Regions from separate parts of the Mus musculus genome. Here region 1 is linked to region 2. Evidence: chromatin contacts called from public promoter capture Hi-C data. All regions are on one chromosome and are shown on one strand. Each heading gives the region's core, a stretch centred on a gene start, on an enhancer-like site or on the middle of the called end of the contact. The rest is flanking DNA. Distances are from core to core; before and after follow the strand shown. Region 1 holds the start of Ecsit (ECSIT signalling integrator). Region 2 holds the start of Elavl3 (ELAV like RNA binding protein 3).

Evidence for each region. Capture Hi-C pulls out chosen DNA fragments and counts their contacts.
Region 1: a contact with region 2 is called in a promoter capture Hi-C map of adipose tissue. The contact joins the promoter of Ecsit here to the promoter of Elavl3 in region 2. A contact is called at or near these places in 1 of 39 promoter capture datasets (macrophages), 8 of 484 Hi-C or Micro-C datasets (CD4 T cells, LSK cells, cerebral cortex and 5 more), 6 of 115 datasets of contacts at active chromatin or transcription factors (the SCID.adh cell line, embryonic fibroblasts, embryonic stem cells and 1 more) and 3 of 9 other capture datasets (adipose tissue, liver and pancreatic islet).

What each region holds. Positions count from the first base shown.
Region 1 is chr9:22,083,708-22,088,151 of GRCm38.p6, forward strand. Ecsit (ECSIT signalling integrator) reads right to left here and starts at 1,720. Exons shown (of 9, transcript NM_001253897.1): 1 at 1,650-1,720; 2 at 316-501. Gm16845 (predicted gene, 16845) reads left to right here. Exons shown (of 3, transcript NR_040407.1): 3 at 1,236-2,424.
Region 2 is chr9:22,050,507-22,054,678 of GRCm38.p6, forward strand. It overlaps Elavl3 (ELAV like RNA binding protein 3), which reads right to left and starts at 1,517. Exons shown (of 7, transcript NM_010487.2): 1 at 1,084-1,517. The coding sequence starts at 1,092.

The DNA.
Region 1 (4,444 bases), core at 470-2,969, 33 kb after region 2:
AAATGTGGCTCCATTGGTAAAAATGCTTGCCCTGAAAGTATGAGGACCAGGGCTTGAGCCCTACATACAAAGCGGCTTGCAATCTGAGCAGTCGGAGGAAGCAAAAAAGGGCAGGTCCCCGAGCTCGCTGCTAGCCAGCCTAGTCAGTGAGCTACATGTCCCACTGAAAGATCTGTCTCAGAGCACACGGTGGACAGCTCCTGAGGGACAACATCCAAGGTTGACATTTGTCCTTTGTACACGTGAACACATACTAACATACATCCCTGTACCCACATATGAACACATAAGATTGCTGGGTGGGATAGCACATACCTGTAATCTCAGCACTTGGGAGACCCCGGCTGGCAGACCTCTGAGTTTGAGGTGAGACGATCTATATAGGCATAGCAAGTTCCAGACCAGCCAGGACTACATAGGCAGGAAGATGGCCTCCAGAATCAAACCAGCTGGTGATAATTAGTAAGTCCCATGTCAGTCTGAGCTACAGTAAGGTCCTGTCTAAAATTTAAATAAATAAGAGTGGGGAGAGGAAATTTAGCTGAGAAAGGAACTTGCTGTTGGAACAAACAAAGCAAACCTAATGACCTGAGTTTAAACCCTGGAACCAACATAAGGTGTATGGATAAAACTCCAGAGCTGTCCTCTGACCTCCACCATGCACCAGTGCACATGTGCCCCACCTCCATACCATGGCTAAAATAAAAACTTCAAAGTAAATACACATCGGATGGAGTCCACCTGCTGTACCTCCCCTCTCTCTCATAACTCCAGCCACACTGTTTTGGTCTGATGCACCTCAGGCACGGGCTTTGAACTTTTTTTTTTTTTTTTTTTTTTTTGGTTTTTGAGACAGGGTTTCTCTGGCTGTCCTGGAACTCACTCTGTAGACCAGGCTGGCCTCGAACTCAGAAATCCGCCTGCCTCTGCCTCCCGAGTGCTGGGATTAAAGGCGTGTACCACCACGATTCTTTTACCCTCTGCCTACTACTTACTGTCTTGGTATATGCCTGTAATCCAGCACTCAGAAGGCTGGAGCAGGAGGATGTTCATGATGAATTCAAGGCCAACTTGGGGTACATAAAGAATCTTGTCGCAGGGAAAAACACATTGCTTGCAACAATCACTGTTTTGAATTATCTGTTATGTTTGTGGTTTGCTCAATTAGGAAATACTTTTTAAAATCTGTTTTTCTCATCTGATTTCTGTTTAAAATCTGGTTGTGTCTCCACTAGCTGGGCCAGTGCATGGTACATGGTAACTGCCCAACACCGACCAACGGAGTGGAACTAAGCAAGTTTCTACAAAACAGAGAGAAATCTGAACAGCCAGGTCGCGTGTGTGTATGCGTGTGGGCTGGCACGATTCCGGGTCTCTAAGAGGTCTCATTGGAAGGTTCCAATGCCTGCGTCACAGACAAGATGTGTGGCCCAAGTCCGCGGTCCCATCTGTGAAACGGACCGCCTGCAGCAAGAGGTGCCCAGCAACCTTTCCAGGCACGTTCCCAAGCCTGCACCCCAAAAGGTCACAGTGTCCCGACTCTGAGGCCGAGTTGAAGGTCATCCTCCCCGGCTCTACCAGGCCTGGAAGTGGACGCCCCGAATCCCAGACAGTCCCATAAACCTCCCACGCGCGACCCACCTACTCACGTGGCCAGCCGCAGACCCGAGCCGGCTCTGTGGGACCGCTGGACGCTGTCATGTTGAGCCACGGAGCTTCCGGTTACGAGTCGAAGGTGACAGCAAATCAGAAGAGCCTGTGACGATAGGTCCCGCCCTCAGGAAGAGATCCACCAATAGGAAGGGGGGAGACGCTGGTTTCTCCTCAGGAGCAGGCCCTGCCCCTCACTGAGCTCCAGAAGCCTGGAGACTTTGGATACCAGTACGGAGGCGCTGGAGCGGGTTCCCCGGCGTCCGTCCGGTCCAACTTTCTCCGCGGTGTGGTAAATTATTATTATTGTTACGGACTGGAAGCACCACATCCGGTTCGGAGCCCAGGGCGGCTTGCGTGCTAAGCAAGCACTCTACTGCTGTCAACTAAGCCGCAGCCCCAGTCCCGGAATGCATTTTTTTACTAAAGAGGTTTTTTCAGTTTGGTTGGTTGAGTTGTTTGAGTCAGGGTCTTGCAGTGGTGCTCAGCCTGTTCTCAAAACCCTGGATTCAAGAGATCCTCGGGGTTCAGCCTCCCGAATAGCTGGAACCTCAGCTGGGCAACACTGCCAACAGCTTTAACAGAATGTCAAGCTGTGTTTATTTTTACTGTGTGTTATGTGTGTAAGTCTATGTGAGCATGTTCGTGTGGGAGTCAGAGGGCAGCTTGGGGGATGTTCTTTCCATGTGGGTACTGGGGATGAAACCTGGGTCATCAGGCTTGGCTGCGAGCACTTTTAACGCCCTTTAATAAAAATGTTTGAAGTTTGAATTCATCTATGTGAAATGGCCATATAAGTACAACAAGGGCTACTGTGAAAAAGGACATGCATTCCTGACCCCCCTCTCTCCCTCCCCAACAGGGAGTCTAGATTGACTCTTTAGCCCACCCACACTGAGGGCTGCGAGGCCTATGGAGTGCATGTCTAGATGACTGGATCGCCGGGGAATTGTACGCATGTATAGAGGAGAGGGATTTTATACATGTATAAAATGATTGAATATAGGCTTTTATTGTTTTAAGTGCATTTTTAAACATTGTTGTATTTTGGGTGGCACATGTGGTGATAATTTACTAGAATCTATCCTTTGAGTCCCAGGGATTGAACTTGGGCCATCAGACTTGGCAGCACTTTACCCACAGAGCTGACCTGTCAACCCCATAAGTAATTATTTTTATTTATTTATTTATTTATTTATTTATTTTGTTTGTTTGTTTTTTCGAGACAGGGTTTCTCTGTATAGCCCTGCTGGCTGTCCTGGAACTCACTTTGTAGACCAGGGTGGCCTCGAACTCAGAAATCCGCCTGCCTCTGCCTCCCAAGTACTGGGATTAAAGGCGTGTGCCATCACCGCCCGGCAGTAATTATTTTTAAAACAAGGTCTTGTGTAGCCCAGACTAGCTTTGAGCTTGTGTGTAGCTGAATTTGATTTTGATCTGATCTTCCTGCCTCTCTTGTCCTGGGATTACGAGCCTGTACCACCATGCATTGTCTCTGTAGTGCCAGGGATACAGTCCAGAGCCTCTTACATTGTAGGCAGGTTCTCTACCAACTGAGGTGTAGCCCCAGTCCTTTTCTTTCGTCTAGACAGGGTCTTACTGTGCTGCTTGGCCTGGCTGACCTGGACCTCTTTATATAGACCTAGCTAGCCTTTGTTTATGGCTCTAGTTGGCAGTGTAAACCTGGGAGAGTGGAGCCTCAAAATGAGGCTGACTAAAGTCTCATGCTACAGCACATCAGGCAAGTTATACTCTGGGCATTAAGAAGCATCGCATGGGTAAGGTGTTCAATTGTAAGGGCACACGTGGCAAAAACATGTTTTCCCATAGAGGTAACATGAATAACAACAGCTGAAGCAAATGTACTGCTGTTCACTACCCCCTGGGGGAGTAGCACAGAAGCACATCCAAGAACAGTTCTGTGTTGTGAAAAAACTGAAGTCACAAGAGTCATGTCTGGTTTTCTTAAGAGCACCCAGAATTCTCACACAACTCCATCCTTGGACTGTGTTCCCACAGGCCTTGATTTCATGGAGATCTGCAGTGTAGTGTGTGCTGCTGCAGGAAGTGCTGCTCTAGACTTGGCCATAGATAAGCATCTTGTGCCACTGTGCTTGGCCACTACATTAACTATTTTTAGGTTATTAGGATACTAGCTGTATTAGTCAGGGTTCTCTAGAGTCTCAGAACTTATGTATGGGTAGTCTCTGTATAGTAAAGGAATTTGTTGATGACTTACAGTCTGCAGTCCAACTCCCAACAATGGTCTGCAGCAGCTGTAAATGGAAGTCCAAGGATCTAGCAGTTGCTCAGTCCCACAAGGCAAGCAGGCAAAGAAGATAGAGAGTAAATCTTCCTTCTTCCAATGTCCTTAAGTAGGTCTCCAGCAGAAGATGTAGCCCAGATTAAAGGTGTGTGCCATCACACACACACACACACACACACACACACACACACACACACACATGCACACATGACCTTGAACTCAGAGATCCCCTGTCTTAATCTTCTGGAATTCATAGCCACTATGCTTCAAGATCTCCCTGCCAAGATCCAGGTCAGAAACTTTTAACTCCCAGCCTCCAGATTAGGATCACAGGAGAGCCTTCCGATTCTAGATTGTAGTTCATTCCAGATATAGTCAAGTGGACAACCAGGAATAACCACTACACTAGCTATTTTTAGGATTACTATTATTATGTAGTCCAGGTTAGCCTCAAACTGGATCTGTAGCTAAGAAAAGGAAGAAGATGGGAAAGGAAAGTGAGCAAGCCCAGCACGCGCCTGGCATCCT
Region 2 (4,172 bases), core at 267-2,766:
AAAAGGTAGGCTGGGCGCGGGGACCAGACAAAGGACGCTTGGCGGCGCGGGGAGCTAGTCGCTCAGGGAGGCGGGGGTGGAGCCAGGGTGCGGTGAGCACTGGCCAGCCCCGCCCCGGGACACGCCCGGGCTGCGGGGTGGAGGTCCTAGGGCTCGCTTGAGGCCAGGTCCAGGGGGCCTAGGGGCGGGGCCTGGATGGGCGTGGCACGACAGGGCGTGGCATGTCGGGCGGGGCCGTGAGTTCGGGAGCTGACCAGCTCCGAGGCTGCTGAAAGCAACCGTGCGCCGGCCAGGCGGCCCGATTTGCGGGCGCGTTCAAGGTCACCCTGCGGCCCGGAGCCCTGACCGGGGAGGGCGCGTGCAGCAGGCCCTATGGAGTACTGCTGCAGCCCCGGACGCCCTCACCCGGAGGCAGCGGCCGGGGAACGGGGAGCCCCCCTCCCGCACTACCCCCCCCCCCGCAGCCCCAAGGCCCCGCGCGAGGCTACGGCCCGGCGGAGAAACAAAGGGATCACGGCGGCCGCCGCGAGGCCTCAGGGCGCCCCCTCCTCTTCCCCTCCCCGCTTGCCGCAAGGTCGACGGGGTTCGAGGACGAAGATGCCCGCCTTTCGGGTGCGGCTCGGGCTTAGAGCAGCGCGATCCGACGCCACCCGCCTCTCCATCTCCCCTCCCCCCCAAAAAGCTCTCAGAGAAGGCCGAGTGGCATTACCCGGACCAACAGTGGGAGATCGTGGCCCTTGTCCTCCTGGGCGGCCTGCGGGTCTGGGCCTGGGATGCTGGAAGCATCCTCCGCCGCCGCGGCCCCTCCCCCACAGCCTTCCAGTGAGGAGCCACAAGGACCACCGGGTGGCTGAGGGCACCCTGTACACAGCCTGGCTTTCCAAAGCCTCTCGAACCAGGCTCCACTCCCCAAAACTCCGGATGCAGCTCTGGCCACTCTCAGGCCCGAGGCGCGGTACTACCCCCCCCCCTCCCCTAGGCCTAGCTAGGCCTGGTCCTACCCCCCCACTCCCCGCGTTTCCGTGGAGCCAGCCTCCGCCCCTCCCTCCCGTGTTCGTCTCGCGGCGACAAGGGAGTACCTACAGTGACCATTCTTGTGTGCCCGGCGGGCGCGGTCCGTATCGAGGGCGGCTCCGGGGGTCGTGCACTCCTAGGGGGGCGCCTGGTGCTCACGCCGGGGTCCCGCCCGGGCGTCTGCGTCTGCGGCCGCTGCAGAGGAGGAGATGGAGGCGGCGGCGCCTTCGAAGGCCGGGAACTGACCCGAGCCTGGGGATGCGCGCTTCGACGGCCAGACCCCCAGCGGCAGGTGGATGGAGGGAGCGGGCACGCAGTGGAGGGTGCCCGGAGCGCGGCCCCGCCGGGCCTGAAGAAGTCGCTCTTTCTGTGACTGAGATCTCGGCAGCTCTGCCTTCTGCGGCGGGCCCTCAGTTCGGCCTGTCCCGTGCCGGGTGATGGGTCCTCTCCTCTCGCCCGCCCTCCCTCCCTCCCACCGGCCCGCGCTGCGCGCTCCGCGCTCTGGGTCGCACTGCCGCCGCCCCCAGCCCTTTATAGAGGCAGCTGCCAGCGCCGGCGTCGCTCATTGGCTGAGACGGTGGGTCTCCGCCTCCTCCCGGCTCCCGACGGCGCGGCAGGTGGAAGCGAGTGCGGGCCTAGACTCTGCGTGCCAAAAGAGAATAGGATGAGGCATCAGATCTTGGCTCTTTCTTGCCTGCGGACTCTGACTCTAGTCTTGACACCACTCTCGAGTATTACTTTAGCTTTGCCGACAAATTGGGTTCCCCTCTTCAGTCCAGCATCTAACTCTGAAGGGGTAAAAAACAGCCTTTGGTGACCCAAACACAACCAGGGGTGCATGGGTGATGTCTGGGAGGGCTGGGAAAGGGCAAACACTCAGACCCAGACCCGTTCTGCTAGATCCGAAGTGAACAGTTTTTGTTTCCACATGGCCTCTGGTGATATTAGAATACTAGGTGTGGTGAGCCAGGAAGGTAGTTTGAGTCTAGCATGGGCTACACAGCACTTTATGCTGATCTGGGCTACATAGCAAACTTCAGGCTGTTGCGTGCTGCTTAGGAGACCCTGGGTTTTTTTTTTTTTAATTAAAGAACAAAGAAAAGAAAATCTAAACAAACAAACAACAACAACAACAAAAAAACCCAAACCAAACCAACCAACCAACCAAACATAAAACAAAAGTAAGGTGAGCACGATGTAAGGCTAACTTTAGAAGATAGTCAGAGTGATCAAGAGTTCAAAGCCAGCCTGGGTTACATAAGACCGGTTCTCAAAAATAAATAAAATAAAATAAAACAAAACAGAAGGCTGCAGGAAGCTGGAAAGATAGCTCAGCAAGAAAAGGTTCTTGCCATACAGGCCTGGAAATCTGATGTTTGTTTGTTTGTTTTTTGAGACAGGGTTCCTCGGTGTAGCACTGACTGTCCTGGAACGTCCTTGATAGGTCAGAGTGGCCTCCAGCTCAGGTATCCATCTGCCTCTCCCAGGTGTTGGAATGAAAGATATTTGCCACCATGCTAGGTAGCGACCTGAAGTGTGATCCCCTGAACCCATGTAAAGAAAGAAAGAGAGAATCAACTCTACATGGTACACACACACACACACACACACACACACACACACACACACACACGCACATGCACACACACTAATAGTAATAAATTAAAAAAAAATGGGTTGAGGATTGGTTCAGTTACTAGCCCATGAAACCCCAGATCCGATCCCTAGCACCACATAAACAAGCCTGGAATCACAACACTGGGGGTGCTGAGGCAAAAGGGTCAGAATCTTAAAGTCAGGGTCAGTTATGTAGTGAATTCCAGGCCAGCCTAGGCTACATAGACCTTGTAGCAAAATGAACAAAAAACAAAGAAGAACAGCAACAGAAAAAAGAAAGAAAGGAAAAGTGGTGGCGAGGGAAATGATTGAGCGTTTAGGGTGGTCTTTATCATCCTTGGAAGGACACACATTGTGTTGGTTTTAAGTGTGCCAAGTACTCTAGACCTCAGAATGTGGGCGCTAGCACCTTTTCTGTCAGGGGGACATCACACTGCTCCGAAGCAGGTGAAGAGGTTTGTGCTAAAGGTTCGGTATGATAGATCCCCATTAGACTCATACAGCTTAAGAGGTCATAAATAGGTATCCAAACTTGGATAAGCAAGACTTGAGAGTCGTACTGATTGTTTGGCTTTTTGGGCATGTATTTGGTTGTCCTGTGAAAGCACGCTTTTTATTTTTTTATTATTATTTTTTTAATTTTTTAAAGGAGGTTGGAGTGGCAACACCTCCTTTAGTGTTTAGAACATTTGCTGGAGCGGGATTGGGGGAGGGGGGTGGCTCACGCAAGGCTTCAGCACCACAGACAGCGGTCTGACAGGGTGGGAAAGTGGGAAAGCGCTGCTGGGAGCAGCCAGAATCACAAGACCTAGCCTAACCTCAAACTTTTTGTTTTGTTTTGAATTAACATTGTGTGTGTGTGTGTGTGTGTGTGTGTGTGTGTGCGAGAGAGAGAGAGAGAGAGAGAGAGAGAGAGAGAGAGAGAGAGAGAGAGAGAGAGAGAGAGAGAGAGAGAGAGAGAGAACATGCACGTGTGTCATGGTGCATGGGTGTGGGTCAGAGGGCAATTTTCAGGATTTTGGTCTCTTCTTCCAAGATGTAGCGCCCTGGAATCGAACTCAGCCAATCTTGGGGGAAGGGGGTGAAGGTAGACGCCTTTACCCATGAGCTGTCTCAGCAGTCCTATTCTTTTTTTTTTTTTTTTTTTTTTGATTTCTCTGTATAGTTCTGGCTGTCCTGGAACTCACTTTGTAAACCAGGCTGGCCTCGAACCCAGAAATCCGCCTGCCTCTGCCTCCCCTGCCCGGCCCCTATTCTTATTCTTGTATGCCCTTTCAGGATCCGGTTTGTCTAGAGTGCGAATCAACCTGATTTAACCAATCAGAAATGGCTCTCGAGAGACCCAATTGTAAGAAGCTCTGGAGATTGAGCCAATGAGAGGGCGCACGCGCTGGAGAGGGCGGGCTAATCACAGTGATCCACACAGTAGGGGCGATGGCAAAGCAGGCTCCTCCGGGTTTGTAGGGCAACTCGGCTGCGGAAGCAGGACCTCCCCCAAATGATAGCTCACCCCTGACCCCACGTTCCCCTTGGCTGGCAGT